Linked DNA regions of Sus scrofa: regions 1 and 2 are each linked to region 3. A link is a contact called in public Hi-C data. All regions are on one chromosome and are shown on one strand. Each heading gives the region's core, a stretch centred on a gene start, on an enhancer-like site or on the middle of the called end of the contact. The rest is flanking DNA. Distances are from core to core; before and after follow the strand shown.

The links. Hi-C and Micro-C count contacts between places; a contact is called where the count stands out from the background.
Region 1: a Hi-C map of liver shows a contact between it and region 3, with 4 times the contacts expected there. The contact joins the enhancer-like site here to the promoter of KLF6 in region 3. A contact is called at or near these places in 1 of 5 promoter capture datasets (liver), 4 of 47 Hi-C or Micro-C datasets (brain, embryonic fibroblasts and liver) and 2 of 2 datasets of contacts at active chromatin or transcription factors (alveolar macrophages and skeletal muscle).
Region 2: a Hi-C map of omental adipose tissue shows a contact between it and region 3, with 2.2 times the contacts expected there. The contact joins the enhancer-like site here to the promoter of KLF6 in region 3. A contact is called at or near these places in 1 of 5 promoter capture datasets (liver), 18 of 47 Hi-C or Micro-C datasets (alveolar macrophages, blood, embryonic fibroblasts and 8 more) and 2 of 2 datasets of contacts at active chromatin or transcription factors (alveolar macrophages and skeletal muscle).

The regions. Positions count from the first base shown.
Region 1 is chr10:66,388,057-66,390,770 of Sscrofa11.1, reverse strand. No RefSeq gene overlaps it. Among named protein-coding and RNA genes, the nearest start is that of KLF6, 99 kb to the left of the region's middle. Within about 2 kb of position 1,275, at least 2 of the 83 cell types and tissues checked have an H3K27ac peak or open chromatin away from gene starts, as enhancers often do. A contact at or near this core is called in liver, where this site is marked.
Region 2 is chr10:66,419,810-66,422,509 of Sscrofa11.1, reverse strand. No RefSeq gene overlaps it. Among named protein-coding and RNA genes, the nearest start is that of KLF6, 67 kb to the left of the region's middle. Within about 2 kb of position 1,264, at least 14 of the 83 cell types and tissues checked have an H3K27ac peak or open chromatin away from gene starts, as enhancers often do. A contact at or near this core is called in alveolar macrophages, embryonic fibroblasts, omental adipose tissue and 2 more, where this site is marked.
Region 3 is chr10:66,487,108-66,489,807 of Sscrofa11.1, reverse strand. It overlaps KLF6 (Kruppel like factor 6), which reads right to left and starts at 1,363. Exons shown (of 5, transcript NM_001134353.2): 1 at 1,055-1,363. The coding sequence starts at 1,156.

The DNA of each region.
Region 1 (2,714 bases), core at 26-2,525, 99 kb after region 3:
CCCTAGGACCTCGGGAGGGACCACTGCCTGCATCTGCATGAATCGTCTTCTCCCCAGACTCAGGTTAAAGTCAGGCGTGGACATTCGTGTGGGGTGTGTGGGCTTAGGCTGGTGCATGTACGGTAAAGATGAGCTCCTGACTGTGAGGGGGGACACCTGACCCCCCAAAACTTGAGAACCGCATGGCTCCCCCTCTACTTCACCTGGGTCTGATCTTGGGGAATCGGTCAGGGGAGCAGTGCAGAGGGAGGGGGAAGCGGGGATTGCACACAATACTCCAGGCGCTTGGGTCTCAACTCTCTGGCCAACTACGAGAACTATTTGAAATTTTAGGAGATAAGACAGAGCAAGCGCTGACAGGACTCCATCGAAGACTGCAAGTCCTTTCCTTGAGCGAGAAGCCAGGTGTGGGTTGGAGCTTTATGACTGTCCTGACCTCTCCTGGGGCTCACACGCCTTCTGATTAGTTAGTCGGAGATGGCAATCTGAGCAGGACCCTCAGTGGTGCAGTCGATGCACAGGGAGATTGCAGGCGAGGGTAGACCCGGCGGGGATTCCAGGGGGACGTGGGACCTGTTGAGTGGGTTCTCTCTCTCTCTCTTCTTTTTTTAGGGGCCACACCTGTGGCATATGGAGGTTCCCGGGCTAGGGTCGGTCAAATCAGAGCTGCAGCCGCCAGCCTACACCACAGCCACAGCAACGCCAGATCCTGAACCTGCTGAGTGAGTCCAGGGGTAAAGCCTGCGTCCTCGTGGATACTAGTCGGGTTCCTAACCTGCTGAGCCACTCCTGGGTGGTTTCTCTTGCTGGCGACCTTTCCACTGCTTAGTCCTCTGGTCTTTACCTCCGGGAAGACAGAGCCGCAGGGGCAGAACTGCTGGGGTTTTTCTCCAGGAGCTCTCAGCTGCAGGAAGGGGCTTCCCTGACCCCCTCAGTCATCATCCTCCCCGGAAAAACATGCTTTGAGCCTTTTTTATGCAGGTAAAGGGGATTGACTCACGCTCTCCCTGTTCTCCTCCAAAGTCTCCTGAGGTCAAGCTTACCTGGCCCCGGGCTCAGAGTGCTCGGAGGGTGGGGAGGAAGGAAGAGGTGTCTGGGCTTCACATACCCGTCCCTCCAAAGTGGCCACAGTCAAATCCCCCGTGGACGCCCACCAGGGCTCGGGGGCTCCTGGGATCTCACTGCCCTCCCCCTCGGCACTTCCTGGACACCTGTGGTCCCAGGACTCACTTCGATGGTCCGTGGCGATGTCCTTTTCCCTAGCAGACGGGGACAACGGCAAACGGGAGGACTTTGCCTTATTCACCTTTGTATCCCCAGCCCCCGCACCCTGCCTGCCAGTTAGTATTTAGAGGACACATTTTCTTTTAAAAAAAATTAGGAAGGTCTTAAAATATAATTTCACCAACGGAATGAACACAGATGTACTCTGGCTGAAAGCCTAATGCCACACATCCAAAGAAAGAAGCTTCGTTAGGTGCAAATGCTGGAAGAGACGCCTTAGTGTTTCCAGAGAATGTGACAAAAATACCGACTGACCGAGAGGCCAAGGGCTGGACTGGGCGGTGGGGGGAGACCGCCTGCCCTTTGGTGCCTGGCAGCTGGTTTTGCTGTTTCCCAAAGAGAGCTGAGGAGGAGGGTGCAGGCAGAGCAGTGGGCAGCATAATTCCGGGAGAACCGACAATGACCTTCGCTGGGGAGGGTGGCCAGCTCCTGAAGGGCTAGGAGGGCAGATAAGAACGCATCAAACTCCTATTCATTTATTTTGGCCACGCCCACAGCACGCAGACCTTCCCCTGCCAGGGACGGAACAAGAGCCGTGATGGATCCTTAACCCCTGAGCCGCCAAGCAACTCTGTCAAGTTCTTGAATTCTGTGCCTATTTATTCTGGGTGAGACTTTCACTCAGCTCAGATGGAGTGATGATAATGAGTCAGGAATTTATAGGCTAACAGTTCTTGAGCACTTATTATGCGCCAGGCACTGCTGCAAGGGTTTTGAGAGCATCAACTTCGCTACCTGGTCCTTGTAACACCTGCTCCAGTGTGGGCTGTTACTATTAGTCCATTTTACAGATGGGCACTCGAGGAACAGTGAGGTTAAATTGTTTGCCCAAGCTCACACAGCTGGGGGGTTGCCATGTGTGTTCTCGGGCCCTGAGACAGGCGCAGTGATGCCGCGGGAGTGGAGAAGGACAAAGGCGCTTGCCGCAAACCACATTAAAGAGTCAGGTTTGCGTCCACTTGTTTGTCTGGGTGAGGCTGAGAAATGCGTCCACTCAAAGCGGTTCATTCCTTACCTCTCACATCAGTGAAATAAGTATTACATGGTGTTACCTCGTCATCAAAAGCTTTCAGCAGAGTGCCTGCCACACGCATCCAACCTTCTCTCATGTCCAAGATCAAGTACCTACCAGATCATGTTAATCGGCTTTCTCATTTGTTGTATCTAGAAAAAAATGACCTGTCCCTCCCAGGAATGATGAATAATATTGCGTAGAGAGGGAATAGCAGTGTCCGTCCCATTCTAGCAGCTCAATCCTTGTAAACTAGTGTTACTGTTAGCACATAAGAGTCTGTCTTGTACCTTTAGCATGCTCTTGGGTTCTTATCCTTGCTGTGTCATTTCCAAAAAAGTTTCCAAATATTTGTTTTCGCCTCCCTCTATGACATCAGCAAACCCCAGCTCGGGCTCCCTTGCTTTGCCTGTAAAAC
Region 2 (2,700 bases), core at 15-2,514, 67 kb after region 3:
GATCAGGACCCGGCCTCACCCAGGGGAAGCAGACTGCGTGACGGTAAGATCAGAGACTGGGGGCTGCGTCTGCCAGCCCAGGAACCGCAGGCTGCCAGGAAAACCACAGCCACAGGAGAGAGGCCTGGAGCAGATTCTCCCTCGGAACCTCGAGGAGAAATTAACCTGTGGGCACTTGACCTTGGACTCTGGCCTCTGGACAGTGAGACAGGAGAGGTCTGACACGTCGTTCGTGTCTTTGTTACGGAAGCCCCAGCAAACCAACACTGGACACACGGGGACCCAAAGCCCAGGCCCCATGACGTCCAGGCCTGTTGAGCGCTCCAGTGAGTTTAGTGGGTGATTCCCCATGAGACTCTAAACGACCACATGCAAAGCATCAAGGGAAGGCCTCAGAGTGATTCGAACAGCAAATGCTGTCAGAATTCAGAGGGCAGGAGAGAGACAGAGCTGGAAACTTCCAAAGAGTCCCACTGCTTGGATCAAAGAGCAAAGGAAGAAGAGAGCCTATGAGTCGAGAGGAAGAAAGCAAAGGCCTGGTTTTGGAGATGCGTGCTGGGAACCAGAGCCAAGGCCCCATCTCTTTGCAGGTCTCATTGGCTGTGGAAAGAGAACCAGTGGGACAGAAAGGACCCCCTGCAGGCGAGGGGCTCGGGTGGTGGAGGAGGGAGCCCTTCCATCAGACTCAAGGTCTCCGGGAGGTTGTGTTTTCCTCTACCCACCAGTTTAAGAAAACATAGAAAAGCCAAACTATAAAGATGTATTCTGCTACTTCCATGCAGCGCCAACATCAGGGCCAAACATCCAGGTAATATGCAGGTACATCCCTGGCAAGGCCCTTGTTGCCTGGGAATGACTTTATCATTTAAGACCATGAAAGAAAGTTGGATTTTATGCTTAAAGATGGAAACATTTCTTGCCATTTGTAGAGCTTATCCAAACTCAACTTCACGTTCCTATTCAATCCCCATAAATGGGAAAAAAAGCTATTTAATGATTGACTGGGGTTGCCTTTAAATATAGTTTTGGCCTGTCTTTGAGGGCTTTTTCTTTCATTTTCTCTTAGTGGGTTTCCATTTGCTATGGCCTCTCCTGGTTGGTTCCATCTTTTCAGCAGCTCATGCGATTCTGCCTTTATGGTGCAGATGCAACCCCTCTATCATTTTATTTTCCTCTGAGGAAATTCTCAATATGTGAGTTTAACTCTCAAAGTTGGTGAGACAAGGAAATGGCGAAAAACCACAGTGGAAATGTGACTCACTCAGAAACTTCAGAATGGCCATGTGCTACTAAAAAGAATTAGTCATCCCCACGGCCTGGCCAGACGTCTCCTTGGATCTCCTGTACATAATTTACTGGTCTTTCAGCGCCTGGTTTGTTCGGGGTGAACACTTGCTACCCGAGTGGGCATCATCCTCCTTGCCACGCGGTCTTCCTCGCCTCTCCTCCACCAGTGGGAACAGAGATTCACCTAGGCCATGTGTGCTCAGGAGGATGCCTGCTGTATACTTTCACCCACTGGATTAAGAATTAAAAGTGAGTAATTCTAGGACGTGGTCGCAGTCATTGAAATAGAGGTAGAAAGGTTGACAAGTCTCATTTAAACATGGGCATTGCAGTCACTGGATAGACATCTGATCGAATCACCATCTGCTCCATTGGCGTGCAGCTCTTCAGAGGAAGAAAAACCAAAGCATAGCTGGGTCTGAGGCATCCTGTTGGAAGGTCAACAGCAAATTACACTTGTGTCTCCCCAGTACCTAGTTCACCGTTTCGGTAATGCACACTCAACCACTCAAGACCCGTCTGTGGTTTAGTGGCAATGTGGGTCTTGGTACAAATTAGAGAGAGACCCCCTTCCTCATCACGCATATGCTGTGCTTGTTGTTTTTCTCAGAAATGACTGACTTTTTCCAGCTTCCCCGAGGTATGGTTGACAAATAAAACTTGTCCATATTTAAGGTGCACCATGTGGTGGTTTGGTACATGCGTAGGTTGTGACACGATCACCACAAGCAAGTTGATGAACATATTGCCTTCACATCGTTGCTGTGTGTGTGAGTGTGTGTGTGTGTGTGTGTGTGTGTGTGTGTGTGGTGAGAACACATAAGATCTCCCCCCTTGGAAACTTTCAAGTGCGCACGTAGTATGATTCGGGGGTGTCGCCACACTGTAGATTAGATCCCCAGAATTTGCTCCTCTTAAAACTGAAAGTCTCCACCCTGGCCCATCTCCAGACTTCGCTCACCACGGCCCCTGATACCCACCATCCTCATCCCTGCTTCTCTGAGTTTGGCTTTTTAGATTCTACATGTAGGTAGACTCGTGCAGTATTGGTCTCTCTTCGTCTGGCTTATTTCACTCGGCACAATGTCCTCCAGGTTCGTCCACGTTTTCCCAAAGGGCAAGATTTCTTTCTTTTTTGTGCTATTATCCCACATTTTCTTTATCCATCTACCCATCCACAAGAACTTAGGTTGCGTCCAAATGTTGGCTATTTTGAATAAAGCCACATCAAGCACCAGACTGCACGTATCTCTTCCAGATAGTGATTTTACTTCCTTCAGATAAATGCCAGGAGGGGGGTTGCTGGATTATAGGGTAGCCCTAGTTTTGATCTTTTGAGGCAATTCCATACTGTTTTCCGAAATGGCTGTACCAGTTTTCTGGCCACGAACAGAGCATTATTCCCTCCCCCAC
Region 3 (2,700 bases), core at 114-2,613:
ACCCATGGAATATATCTGATCTGCTAATTCACTTTGTGACAAAAAGCCAACAGCCTCGTAGGGTAGAGACAACCCCAAACCTCCTTCCACCCTTTAAAGACAATGGGACAAGTGTCAGAATCTCCCTCCCTCCAGGCAATCCCAATGAATCAGAAGGGGAAAAATTAAGTTTCTCAAATGTCCAATGCCCCAAATTCCAGACCCACTAAAAAATGCCGGAAACAGGCTCTTCTTCCCAAACTCAGACTTGAAGCAATACGGACCGGCTCATTGTCATATGACTGATAAGTCACTGTTTGTGCAAACACTGTTTTTTTTTTCTTTCTTTCTTTCTTTTTTTTTTTCTTTCTCTGGTCAAAGAAAGAAACAGGTAAGAAAAACAAGGCAGATGGAGGCAAATCGTAAGGATTCCAAAGAAGGTTAAGAAATTGAAAATGGCCTGCTAGAGAAAAGGAGCTGGCGGATGTTCTGCTGGTTTAATTCTTAATTAAAAAAAAAACCAAAACAAAACAAAACCCAAAACAAAACCAAAAAACCACCTCTACATACAAACACCAAAAAGCAAAACAAAAACAAAATCCCTTAAAAACAACAACAACAACAACAACACCCTTGGCAGTCCATGCAAGTTCATATGACCAGATCCAGCTGTGGAGTCTGGAGCTGGTACAAGCACCAAACTTCTGCCAAGGGCTGGGGCCGGGATCAGGCCGCGGAGCTGGGTCTGCCCTCCGGAGCTGGTAGTTCATAAGCCCCAGAAACGGGCAAAAACACTCGGAGTGACCAAGCGCTGCTGCGCCCCACTCAAATGTCAACTCCGCTCCACGCCGTAAAGGCCTCTTTAAAGTGCCTTCCTCACCGGAGGCAGGAGAAGTACGTTTTAGGACTAATTATTTTAATTTAAAAAAATTTGCCCAAACCACTAAAAAAAAAAAAAAAAAAAAAAAAAGAAGAAGAAGAAATGCACCTCCAACCACACACCGTCCTGTCGGTGCGTGCATGCACTCCCTCCTCGGCACACCGGGGCACCTGGCCCACGAAAATTCCTATTTACCTGTTGCCAATATTCCTCCAGGGAGGGCAGCGCCGAGAAGTAACCAGTCTCGTGCACAATCTGGAGTTCCTGGAAGATGCTGCACATTGGGAGCACATCCATGTCGGGTTGGAAAAGACAGTCACTGCTGTTGTAAAAACAGGGAGGTGTGCGGTCTGGAGTCGGGAGCGCAGCAGTCGTGCCTGCAGCGCCGGGGAAGTTCATGCAAACTCAGTGCGCAGCAATTAGGCGCCGCGGGTTCGGATCCTGCCGGAGCCCGGAGACGCACTCTCGAGCCCACACAATATTTGCAAACACCGGACTGACTGCAAACGTAACCCCTGCAAAACTTCCCTATTCAAAGCTCCTCTGCCAGCCTCCCCTCCTCCCCGCCCAGCCCCCTCCTCCCCTCCCCACGTGACTCGCCCTCGCCCGCCCATCGCACCGCCCAATCACGCCGCGCCTGGCCCGGGGGCTGCGCGAAGATGATGTCAGCTTCGGCCAATGGCGGGCGGCGGCTCACAGCGGCCCCGCCTGGCGTGACCGAGCCTCTCCATCACAGCCCTCGCCATTGGCTGAATTCGAACTTCGGCCGGCTCTGATTGGAAAGCGGCTTCGCAGGCTATTTTTAGCAGGGTATATAAGGCGCGGGCCGCCGCGCGCCGGAGGAGTCGGTGCTGGGAGGTGCGCGGCCGAGCGGCTGAGTGCGCCGCTGCCGGGCCGAGGGAGCCGGGTGTCCCTTCCGTCCCGTCCCCGGTCCCCGCACCCCCGTCGTCCTGGTCCCAGTCTTCGTCCCCATCACCCGGGTTGGTCCCCGCAGCCCGGGCCCGCGCGTTCCTCACGCCGGTCATCCGGGCCCTGTCCCCTGCCCCCGGCTCAGCGGCTCAGTGCGCCGCCGCGGGGCTGAGGGGAGCCAGACGGGGTCCCTCCGCCCCTCCCCTCCAGCCTCGGGCCGACCTGCCCTTCTCTGGCCCCCGCCGTCCCTTCCTCCCTCTCGGTCCTCCCTGTATCCCCGTCTTCCGTCCCCTTCTTTCTTCCCCCTCTTCCCCGCCCTTGTCTCCTGTCACCCCTCCCCATCAGTCCCCTTCTGTACCTGCTCCATACCCCGCAGTCCTAAGTTGGCCCCTGCGACCCAGGTGTGGTGGACAGAGCATCCCCACAGGTGTGTGTGGGGGGGTGGCGGGGCAGGAAGGTGGGCAGGGAGGGGCCTGAGATGCTCCAGAGCCGCTGTGGTGCGTGCCTCTGAGCTCCCTCCTTCCGCCCCCTTCCCGTGGAAAGGACACACACTTGGGGGACCCACCTGTGCCCCCAGATGCCTGCGGAACCTGCAGGGAAAGGATCAGAATGGCTGGGGAGACCCACGTTGGACCTGCTTGTTTTGATTCTATGAGACCACATTTTTCTTTTAAAAATTTGGGCCCCTTATGAAGGGGGCAAAAAATGAGGGTGCCTTAACTGCTCTCAGAACAGCATGGTACCAGTTGCCCACATTTCAGAAATGCACTTTCCGGAGTTTGGCCCCAGACCTGCAGAATCGGAGCTGGGGGTAGGGGCTGTCCTAGCCACTGTGTTTGGAACACGCTTCCCAGGTGAATCTAAAATGTGGGAATTGGGGTCTGGAAAGTGTCCTTTTACTTGTCACCACAGGGCAGTCCTCATTTCAAGAA